2 separate regions of the Mus musculus genome follow, and region 2 is linked to region 1. A link is a contact called in public promoter capture Hi-C data. All regions are on one chromosome and are shown on one strand. Each heading gives the region's core, a stretch centred on a gene start, on an enhancer-like site or on the middle of the called end of the contact. The rest is flanking DNA. Distances are from core to core; before and after follow the strand shown. Region 1 holds the start of Clec2d (C-type lectin domain family 2, member d). Region 2 holds the start of Smim10l1 (small integral membrane protein 10 like 1).

Region 1 (5,991 bases), core at 1,273-3,772:
ACTCAGGGGAGATGGTTCCGTGCCTTTTTCCTTGGAGAATTTTACCTGAAAATATAAATATGAGAACACCAATCTCAAAAAACATTTAAAGAAAAAGAATTATCTGTAGATTTGGCTTGTATTCACCCATTGCAAACCCCTTCACAGAAGGTCCTGGTTTATAAATGATGTCTAATGCTCACAGAAGACTAGATGAAAGGGAAACATGGAGTCTTCCAGTCATTGAACAAAGGGCCAATGAAGAAACAAGAAACAGAAAGAGTGAAGATCAGGCTGAAAGCAAACAACATCCAAGCTATTCATAGATTTTGCTCCCTAAGAATAGACTGGCTAGGACTGAGAATAACACTGAGTGCCAAGGATGGGGACAGACTGGGATCAGCAGGAGGCTGCAGAGATGGCTGAGGAGTTAAGATCAATTGTTGCTCTTCTAGAGGACAGGAGTTAGCTCCTAAATCTCAGCTCCTAAAGGGGCACCTCATAACCACCTGTGTAACTCCTGCTCCAGTCAACGAGACAAACAGGTTGGTACACTTTTATATTTCCAGTGCTAGGGAGGCAGAAGCTGGAGTCAGGAGTACAAGACTAGCCTTGGCTACATTAGAAGTTTGAACTCAACCTGGACTATGTAAGGATCAGTCTCAGAGAACCTAGTCAGTAAATAAATTAATAAAGGCACATAAATGTAATAGAACACACTGACATAACTAATGGATAAAAATATGGGAGCATTTTAACAAGCTTACCAAAATCATGTGAAAAAAATAATATTAGTCTAAAATAACAAGAACTCTTAACAAGTTAGGAATTAAAGGAACACATTTATGGTTATTGGGCATTTCAAAAACTCAGAATGGTAATTTTATTTATTTAGAGTTCTACACCAGCATTTCTTATATGATATTAAGAGTAAGATTTACAGATAATCCTCTGTGTTTACACCAGTATAATTCTGATACTGTCTGTTTCCTTCTAATATGTAAACAGGAATTTTGCTGTATACACACAGATCTCCTTCTAAATTCGAATGTGTTCCATAGCACAATTTGAACATAACTTTCCTGTCTTTATTTAAAAGTAATGTTGGAAATGATCTCTCAAAAAACCCAAAGAAATGAAGTATTGCTGGCCTGGTTTTTAGCTTACTTAAAAACTGTTTCAATGATAAAACAAGCTACTGCTTCAAAGGAGTGAAGTTGTGTAATGCCTGCAGCTAGTTATACAACAGCTGCACTTGAGACAGGAGCTCCACATTCACAAGACAGGCTTCAAAATGCCTGCAGCTAGCTATGCAACAGCTGCACTTGAGACAGAAGCTCCACATTCTCAGGAAATGTTTCCAATGGCTAAATATTTGTGTATTTGATTTTAAAAAGTCAACCCTGCTGAGGCAGAGGGAGCAGGAGTTCCAGGCCAGCTTGGGGTAAAGTATGAGACTTTGCCAAAGAATCAATCAATCAATCAATCAGTCAGTCAGTCATCATCATCCTCAGTAATAATAATTTATTATAATTTATTATTATTATTATTATTATTATTATTTCAGAATACTTGGTTTAAGTGATAAACATTAGCATTTGTTGGGAATTTTGTATTTTGATAGATGTCAATCTTACTTTCTCAAAATTCAGTAGTCTTTCCACAAATTAAAAAAAAAAAAATTAATGTGAAGAAACAGGAATGAGGGGGAAAAGGAAAATAAAGGAACACAATATAATGGAGCATAGACAGTTTGAAACACAAGAAACACAATTTTGCTTCCTTTCTGAAGAATTAAGTAGGAAACCCCATTATATTCTTTTTCTGTAACTTATCAAGAGCTCAAAACAGAAAGGATTTGGTCCTGAGTAGGTTCAGCGCCCCCCACCCCCACCCCACCCCAAGCCACCCCCTTACAATTCTATTTTAATTACAATGGATCTGCAAAACACAAGCTCCAAGCTTCCCAGGCAACTTCTGCCACTATGCACATTGCAAAGCTGTTGTCTGAGTTTCCTTCACTCAGGGACTTAAAGCAAACGTTTACTACAGCAATTTGATGTAATCCACCAGACTGTAACTTACCAGATCCCTGGGAAGAGTGGACTAGCAAGCTAAGTACAAAGCGAGAACGCTGTGGCTACAGCTCTGGCAGTTAGAAGGTGACTCGCTGCTCATTTCTCTTGCCTGAGAACTATTCGAGTATTGTATGCTCCGATAGAATAACTAATGTAACAACCTCATAGCTAATCCCGACTGCATTCTCCTGCTCTGCAGACCCACAGTGACGGGCTCACAGACGCCCTTCTGTTCTTAATCTTTTGTTCAAGGTTCAACTCTTTTGCCTTCCTGCCCTGTTTGAAACTCCTCTCTGCCCCTCCCATTGGTTCAAATACTATTGAATACTTACCCACTTCTACCTCCTGCGGGCTGCCTGTGGGACTAAGCATAGGTAGGGAAGCCTTTGTGACACACATCTCAGAGCTGAGGAGCTGAGTTTCCACTACAGGATTGAAACTTGAAAGCTGAGAGGCACAAATACGTGGGGAGGTTTCAGTATTTAGCTAATCCTGTAGCTCCTCCTTTCTGTACATACACACACGCTTGGTTGGCTCAGGGCCTAACAAAATCTCATTGGGAAACGCATTTCAAGGTCAGGAGCCACACTGGCGCCATCTGGAGACTGACTTTCCTGTTTGCTTCTGGTTTACTTTGTGTTTCGTTTCTCTTTCAGCACACTCTGATTTAGAAACATAATTCAAGCTGACCTTACTGAGGTCACAGGGATTTTCTTTTTTTTTTTTTTTTAATATTTTTTATTAGGTATTTTCCTCATTTACATTTCCAATGCTATTCCAAAAGTCCCCCATACCCTCCCCCCCCCACTCCCCTGCCCACCCATTCCCACTTTTGGCCCTGGCGTTCTCCTGTACTGGGGCATATAAAGTTTGCAAGTCCAATGGGCCTCTCTTTACAGTGATGGCCGACTAGGCCATCTTTTGATACATATGCAGCTAGAGTCAAGAGCTCTGGGGTACTGGTTAGTTCATAATGATGTTCCACCTATAGGGTTGCAGATCCCTTTAGCTCCCTGGGTACTTTCTCTAGCTCCTTCATTGGGGACTTTGTGCTCTGTCCAATGAATGACTGTGAGCATCTACTTCTGTATCTGCCAGGCACTGACAAAGGCCCTCAGGAGACAGCTATAGCAGGCTCTTGTTGGCATCTGCCTAGTGTCTGGGTTTGGTGGTTGTTTATGGAATGGATCCCCAAGTGGGGCAGTCTCTGGCAGTCTCTTCCTTCAGGCTCTGCTCCAAACTTTGTCTCTGTAACTCCTTCCATGGGTATTTTGTTCCCCCTTCTAAAAAGGATTCTGAGCTTCTGGGCTAATGTCCACTTACCAGTGAGTGCATATCATGTGTGTTCTTTCCTGATTGGGTTACCTTACTCAAGATGATATCCTCCAGATCCATCCATTTGTCTAAGAATTTCATGAATTCATTGTTTTTAACAGCTTTGAACCTCTTACCCTTTCTTATCACAGGCCTGCAACAGTTCTGGGAAACAGAGAACCCTGGGGAGATCAAAAAAACCAAACAGATTTTACTGCGTAATAAATATTTATATCCAATAGTCACATTCAACTATTTGAAACACTGGAGAGTTACCCATTTGGCCCATTAAAAAACTACTTTATTTCTTGAGCGGGGCATATCTATGCCACAGCATATGTGTAGGAGTCTGTCCTCTCCTGCTGCCCTGTTCTCCTGTGATCCAGGCCAGATGGTCAGGATTATGTGGCAAGAGCTTTTAAGCCCTGAGTCCATCTCCTTTGAAAAAATACAACTGTAACTTACTTATTAATTTGTCTTGGTTAAAGTTTTGAAAGAAAGCTGTCAACTCTTTTTTTTATTACATATTTTCCTCAATTATATTTCCAATGCTAGCCCAAAAGTCCCCCACACCCTGCCCCCCACTTTCCTACCCACCCATTCCCATTTTTTTGGCCCTGGCATTCCCCTGTACTGGGGCATATAAAGTTTGCGTGTCCAATGGGCCTCTCTTTCCAGTGATGGCCGACCAGGCCATCTTTTGATACATATGCAGCTAGAGTCAAGAGCTCCGGGGTACTGGTTAGTTCATAATGTTGCACCTACAGGGTTGCAGATCTCTTTAGCTCCTTGGATACTTTCTCTAGCTCCTCCATTGGGGGCCCTGTGATCCATCCAATAGCTGACTGAGAGCATCCACTTATGTGTTTGCTAGGCCCCGGCCTAGTCTCACAAGAGACAGCTATATCAGGTTCCTTGCAGCAAACGCTTGCTGGTGTATGCAATGCTGTCATTGTTTGGAGGCTAATTATGGGATGGATCCCTGGATATGGCAGTCTCTAGATGGTCCATCCTTTTCTCTCAGCTCCAAACTTTGTCTCTGTAATCCTTCCATTGATGATTGTTTCCAATTCTAAGAAGGGGCAAAGTGTCCACACTTTGGTCTTCGTTCTTCTTCAGTTTCATGTGTTTTGCAAATTGTATCTTATATCTTGGGTATCCTAAGTTTCTGGGCTAATATCCACTTATCAGTGAGTACATATCATTTGAGTTCTTTTGTGATTGTGTTACCTCACCAGCTGCTGTCAACTCTTTAACGTATGCAAATATAGGAGTATTTCTTTATAAAATATTAGCACTTTTTCAACTTCTGAGTAGAAACTACTTTTTCAAAACTAGGACTTCCTAGATCAGCAATTAGAATTCCCCTGGGTTCTGTTCCTGGGAACCACACTGTGTAGCTCATAACTGCCTATAACTCCAGCTGCAGAGGACGTGTTGCCTCTGCTGTCTGAAGGCACCCACATACACATAAATCTGAAAGAAAGAAAGAAAGAAGAAAGAAAGGAAGGAAGGAAGGAAGGAAGGAAGGAAGGAAGGAAGAAAGAAAGAAAGAAAGAAAGAAAGAAAGAAAAGAAAGAAAGAAAGAAAGAAAGAAAGAAGAGAGGGAAGGAGTAAGGAAGGGAGGGAAGGAAGGGGAGGGGAGGGGAGGAGAGGAGAGGGGAGGAGAGAGAGAGAAAGAAAAGGAGGGAGGGAGGGAGAAAGAGGAAAAAGTGGAAGGGGAAGAGAGAAAGAGAATACCTGGCATAAGTTAATTCATCTTGGAAGCATGTTCAATATCTTGTCCTCAGAAGAAAGATATTGTTCTCTGTAGTTTTAAAGACAGATTCTCACTGAATCCGGAGCTCACAGATTAAGTTAGGCTAACTAACCAGCAAACTCCAAGGACCCACTAGTCTCTACCTATCTGAAACTGAGTTTACAGCTCATGTTACCAGGCCCAGCTTTCTTATGTAGGTAAAGAGGGACAGAATTCATATTCTCACACTTATGTGGCAAGCACTTTTCTGACTGAGCCATCTTCCCAGGCTCTGAAGATGATCCTTAAGAAAAATATATGGAATATGATCTTTGCCTTTTGAGAGAAATAGTTGTGTGCAAAAGCTGTTAGGACCTATTTCATGAACTGGCCCCAGTCTCCATTCTTGCTTGCCAACATAGTGAATGGATCTAAAATTTGTGTGAAAAGTGACATCTTATGTGAAGTGCTAGGATTATGGTAATCGGGCTGGTTAAAGAATAAAAACTTGGAAGGACATGGAGGCACAACACCTACAATCCAGGCACTGAGGAGGTAGAGGCGGGAGATGTCACCTGTACTTTACAAATGGGAACAGAAGTGGTTAATAGATAATAAGGTGACCTCTGCACTACCTGAATGACCACAACCACACCAGATCCTTCCCAGACCCTTAAGATGTCACATGTAGTCAATATAGAAAACCCACCTTTATGAAAGAACTCACAAGTCCTTTGCAAAGAGTTCAATGTTGTCATGTCTTAAGCTTTATTGTGCATGAAGGGTTGAGTTTATTGCCACTAGAAAATGTTTGTCTAAAATTGGGCTGTGTTTAAATATGCCTAAAATAATCTTTCTGGTATCAGACTCTATAAGTCTGAA
Region 2 (5,601 bases), core at 1,723-4,222, 3.9 Mb before region 1:
GAATGTACTTTACCGAATAAAGTAAGTTTCCAGGTCTTTCTCTTTGTGGTTGCTCTTTCTGCCCTACTACAATTGGAATTTTCTGATGCTTTAAAACATCAGGTATATTTCTTTATTAATAAAACATCTACTAATTTTTCCTTCAGAGCACTTATTTAGCCAAACGATTTTAGCAACTGGAAGCTTAGACAAAATGCCTTGGGACTTTTCTGACATTTAAAATGTTACCTGGCAAATATGAAGCCTATTGCTGACACAGCTCAGTAAACCTAGTAATCAAAAGGTGATGGCAGAGAGATCATAAGTCTTGAGCTAGCCTGGAATACACAGCAATTTCCAGAGAAACCCTATTGAGAGAGAAAAAGAGAGGGGGCGGGGAAAAAAATAAAAATAAAACAACAGAAGTGAGACATTCAGGTTCACAGGCTTTTTCAGAATTAAACTAATGAGGAGACACACATTATTTCCTTCTAAAATTTTTATTCTTAACCAATGGATTCTTTTGCTTTTGTTTCTTTGGGGCAGTGTTTTTATCATGTGGCTCAGGCTGTCCTTGAACATATGGCAGTTCCAATTCAACTTCCAGAGTACTGGAAAAACTTCCGTGTGCTACTATGTCTGGCTCTCACTGGATCCTTCAGTTATCTTTGAATATCAGGAAATTTTTCTGAGAAGAGCTTGGAAACTAGCAATTTTCAAAGAAAGCCAGCAAAGGGAATTTTAAAACAGCATGCACTGTCTTAATATGTGCTCACAGGAACAAATAACAGAGACAATTCCATGCCAAGCCTGTAACAATATATATTCATCTACATGAGTTTAGAAAGGATACAATTACATTTATACGTAAGAAAAATCACAAGTAGAGATGAAAATCATTTCTAAGCTACAATAGGCAGAATACTTCCATATTAATATATATTAATATTATCAAGCAATAACAGCTGAGTGTTTGATTTAGATTTTAATCCAACAAGACTTTTGGTCATTTGATTGGTGGTAGACATAATTACCTGGGGAGCTTTTAAAAACAAAATATTTTAATTAGATTTTAATGGAAGAAAATCATATATATGATTTAGAAGAAATCACGTTAGATTAGTAACAAAAACAAACGAAGCCTCGCTTTTCCTGTACCTATCCCCATTTATTTTCTCTAGAAATAACCACTTTTAGCTTTTAGATGTTTCTGCATTAAGTTTCCTAATCATAGATTATGTTGCTTTTTATATATTGGACCTTTGTTTATTTTATTATTATTATTTTTGTAGTGCTGGGTATCAAACTTAAGAGTCTCATGAATGATAGGTCCACAAGATAAGTCTATATGATAAATCTACAACTTAACCAAATTTCCTGTCCTCAGGAATAGATCTTGATGTACTTTGCATCTTTATACATATATCTTTTTCAACTTCCAGCCTTCCAATGTTACATAACTATTTCTTGTTAAGTAAGAACTTATATTACAGGTACAGTACTATTCACATGAGGTATGACAGAATAATTTTTTATTATTTTATTTTTCTTGGGGTTTCTAATTACTTGTTTTAATTTCAAAACAAAATACAATTACTAATTCACTCCAGGCTTGGATAAAAACTCCAGCATACATTCACACACACACCAGATATTAGCTCCTTTTCAGTCACTGAGAAAATTCCATCTTTGGACATTTACTATTTAGGTCATGTGGTTTCCACCTCCATTTAGCAGTTAGAAACATGGCTGTCCATAATCAACGAAATCTCCTTTCTGTTCACAAATTACACGTTTTACGCTCTCACTCCACAAAGGGCATCACCATTCCATTTAGTTTCTTGTCCCTCCACTTGTCAAATGTATTTCCTCAAAAAAAAAAAAAAAAAAAGTTTGTAACATCTGCATTTTACTCTGTAACTAAAATTAAGCATTCTCATTCTCTTTAAAGTAGAAAGCCACATCTGGTCTATTTGCATTACTACCAGGGAATAGTCAATTCCTGTGAGGCAATTGGACTTTCTTTCCTTTGGAACCAACGTCTCTTTGAAAGGAACATCTTCACATAGTCCCACTATTTTTTTTCAAAATCTTGCTGGCATATTTGGGGAGTATATTTTCCTGTAGTCTGACTTTGACCCAGATTCAATATATCCTCTTGTGGGAGGAAGAGAGATGCAATGCTTTTTAAGTCACATTCTTGACATAACAGGCTTCTTATTCAATGTCTAGCTTACAGTCCAGTATTCTCAAAGATTAATTCAGAACGTAAGTTTGGTGTAAATCTGTGTTCTTGAAAATCTCAGCCTTCCTTTCTCATAATGCATCTTGTGCCCTTTGTCATATCCTAAGACTTGCCAGGAATTTACAGATGAGTGGTTCCTTGGATACTTCCTTGGATAGCTCCTCTGATGCTGGAACAACATCCTTGCTTAACCCAGCTAGCTTTCCCACCTCCAAATCCCTGATAGGAGAGGTTGGGAGCCGACTGCCTGTGCGCAAGCCAGCTCTCGCAAGATTGCACGTTCTTCTCGCGCTTCTTGAAGGTGCCGCGGGGCGACCTGGGAAGCGGCCATCTTGCGGTCCCGGGTGGCGGGGCAACGCAGACAAGGCTCTAAATGTGTACCTGCAGGCGGATGTTGAGGATCACGGAGCCCGCGATGTAGAAGTACGGGAAGTTCATGCGCAGCTGCCAGGCCAGCTCGAAGAAGGCGAGCAGGGTGCGGGACAGCCCCTTGCAGAAGACACCATACGGGGTGGCGGCCGCAGGGCCCACTGCCCTGAGCGCTAGGGCGGACGGGGCGTCGGCGGGACCCATGGCGTTGTCCCACCAGGCCGAGGGTCTCCGAAGCTCCGTGCAGTTCCCGAGCCAGATGAGCCGTGGCCGGGACGAAGCGGCCGCCGCTTTCGCCCCCACTGCCAGCGGCCGCCGCTCCCTCCGGGTGGCGCGGGGCGGCGTGGGCTCCGCCTCTTCCTGTCAGCTTCCCGAGGAAGGTTGGCTGCTGGCAGTTATGTAACTGCTAGGGACAGGGGATCTCCGTGCCGCTGTCCCTTTAAAGGGCAGAGCTCCGTGAGCTGATGTAATTTAGCCAACATTTAGTACACATTTTGCAAGGATCAAAGGTCGAGGAAAATAACTGTGTCTGCTCAATATTCATGTAACATTCACTGAGACAGTAGGACAAAGTGATCTATCACCTTATGTAAGTGTATACGGGCATAGAGTCTGCATTTGTAACACACCATAACTGAAAACGTCACCGTATTAGGTTATGCGTTTACCTGTGTATTAGGACTATTTATATTGCAAGTGACAAATCAAAAAAAAAAAAAAAAATTACCCACTTTTGTGGAGGGCATGTGTATGAACATATATATGGAGAGAGAGGCAAAGAGATGTGTTTCTACTTAATATAAACCCATTGAAAGTTAAGATTAGGTATAGATTCCAGCTTTTTGCATGCAATTGGATTAGTGAGAAACCTAAGGTAGACTCTTAAGGACCAAGATACTAATTTTTATGTTCATGTTTTTTGGTACCCTATAGAAATACCAGTCTCCATTATTCACATTTTATTTCTGGCATTTATGTAATGCACTTCCATTGTTTTTGTTTGTTTCAGTAATGCCCCAGTTTAGCCTCATTTACATATTATGCATGTATGTTAGTTTCTGAGCAGGACTTTCAGAATACAGTATACTTTTAAATGTCATTGTTAGATTTTCTCATATCTGACACTGACTTGCGTGTATGTGTTATATAGTTGAAGAATCCCCATGCTCTGAGAGTGTCAGCTTGAAAGGACACTTCAATTTCCCAAACTTCAAAGGACAGTCTATCCGAAAGTGAACTCCACTTTGCACTGCAGGAGGATTTCTGGTTAGATAAAAGGCAGCATTCCTTTAAGAACTTGTGTACTGTGTTCCTATCTGCCTAAAGGAGCATCTATTTCCCTTACCTCTGGCAAAAGGGACTGTGGTTCTCTTGTTAACATATACCTTTGGCCCCTGTCTAGTCATATCAAGATCCCTTGCCTCCAGGCTTCTTCAGTCCCCACTCAGTTATGTATTCCCAAGCCATGATGCCCATCTGCTGGCACTTCCCTCAGTCTAGCTACTCTTCTGTAACCAATGTTAGTCTCACCTCGCTTTCTCTATTCTCTATCCAGTTATTCTCCCCTCTCTCACAGATAGCCCTGGCCATAATCCAGTCTGCTGGCCATGTTTATTCTACTTTTTCTCTTTGCTCTAAACACTTCCAGTTGCCACTGGCTATTCACTTAAATCCTCAATAAAATCTTCCCATGCCATGGAGTAGTCAAGTCATCTGTTTATACATAGAGCATTTCTGTTTCTCAGCAAACTACATATAGGGCTGGTGCAAATAACAAGACATTGTGGAAGTTGGAAAACTTGAAGAAGAGTGCCCATTTATGCTTCTTTTCTGCTATTGTATCAATGCTAAACCAGTAGAGAAACGATTCCCCTAACCAAAGAATAGAGAAAAAAAGAGTATTTTAGGATGAGTGACCAACTCAGAAACACAATGTACATAGTTTTTCTGCACAGGAATAATTTATTATGAAATCGGAATCCATGGAGCTGGTCAACATTGACGTAAGTTAGTAAGAGCCTGGATCTCCCACTTAAAATAGCACAGAATCAGTCAACTCACATGCTTACACCACCTGACCCATCCCTAGCTTCCACTGGTTCTTGCCCTTGTTAATTCCATGAAAAGAACTGCCTTTTACTTTCAGGGAGTGGGGAATATAGCAGCCATGCACTAACTAGTTAAGTGGCCATAGTGAAGATTTACTCCTGTAGAAAATGATAAAGAAGAGTCTTTAAAAAGCTCCCAATCCCACTTTTTTCTCAAGAGAGATTGGAATCAGACACTTAAGAGGGCTGTGGTTTGCCTTCTATCCCTTGAACTTGATCCTTGATAGCCTATTTCACACCTGCTGCCAGGTAGGTGCATGTCAACAACTGATCAAATGTAGCAGATGATGAAAATAATTTCTCTAGATGGTAATTCTCTTGATTTTACCCAATCTTTTGTTTCCTTAACTTTGATTCTTCCTAAAGCTTGCTTTAAAATGGTTTGTTTAGCTGGATAATCATTTGAGAATGTTTAAGGTGAGCCACAATGGTTCTGTGTAGAACCATATTCCTAATTATTTATTTAAGAATTTACTAATTAAATCCACTAGGAAAGAAATCCATTCAGATTGAAAGGGTTGGGTTCTAGTGATTGAAGACCATAGACCAGGAAAAAAAAATATGAGGTGTCTGAATACCTCTATACTAATCATTTGTATATAGCATGACTATGTTATATACAGAAACAGTTTGATATTTAGTGGAAATTTCTGCAGCTGTTTAGTCAAATCCTTTGAAAGGAAAACGTTTTCAAGTGGATGCAAGTAATTAGATGCTGTAACAGCACTAGGCAATTTATGGGACTATACTATAAAATCAATTTTTTTGTAAATAACATTTGCTTCATAGTAAATGTCTAGCACCCTGTTATATTTTTGGAAAGAGTAACATCCTTCTGCCCTTTTGGTCACTTATTCATTCTGGGGATGAGCAATTTGAGTCATGCTTCACTAATGATGC

The links. Promoter capture Hi-C pulls out the DNA fragments that hold promoters and counts their contacts.
Region 2: a promoter capture Hi-C map of hippocampal neurons shows a contact between it and region 1, with 4 times the contacts expected there. The contact joins the promoter of Smim10l1 here to the promoter of Clec2d in region 1. A contact is called at or near these places in 2 of 39 promoter capture datasets (cranial neural crest and hippocampal neurons).

Annotation. Positions count from the first base shown.
Region 1 is chr6:129,177,146-129,183,136 of GRCm38.p6, reverse strand. Clec2d (C-type lectin domain family 2, member d) reads right to left here and starts at 2,522. Exons shown (of 5, transcript NM_053109.3): 1 at 2,390-2,522; 2 at 1-45. The coding sequence starts at 2,456.
Region 2 is chr6:133,102,610-133,108,210 of GRCm38.p6, reverse strand. Smim10l1 (small integral membrane protein 10 like 1) reads right to left here and starts at 2,972. Exons shown (of 3, transcript NM_001271583.1): 1 at 2,606-2,972; 2 at 229-347. The coding sequence starts at 2,797. The coding sequence ends at 270.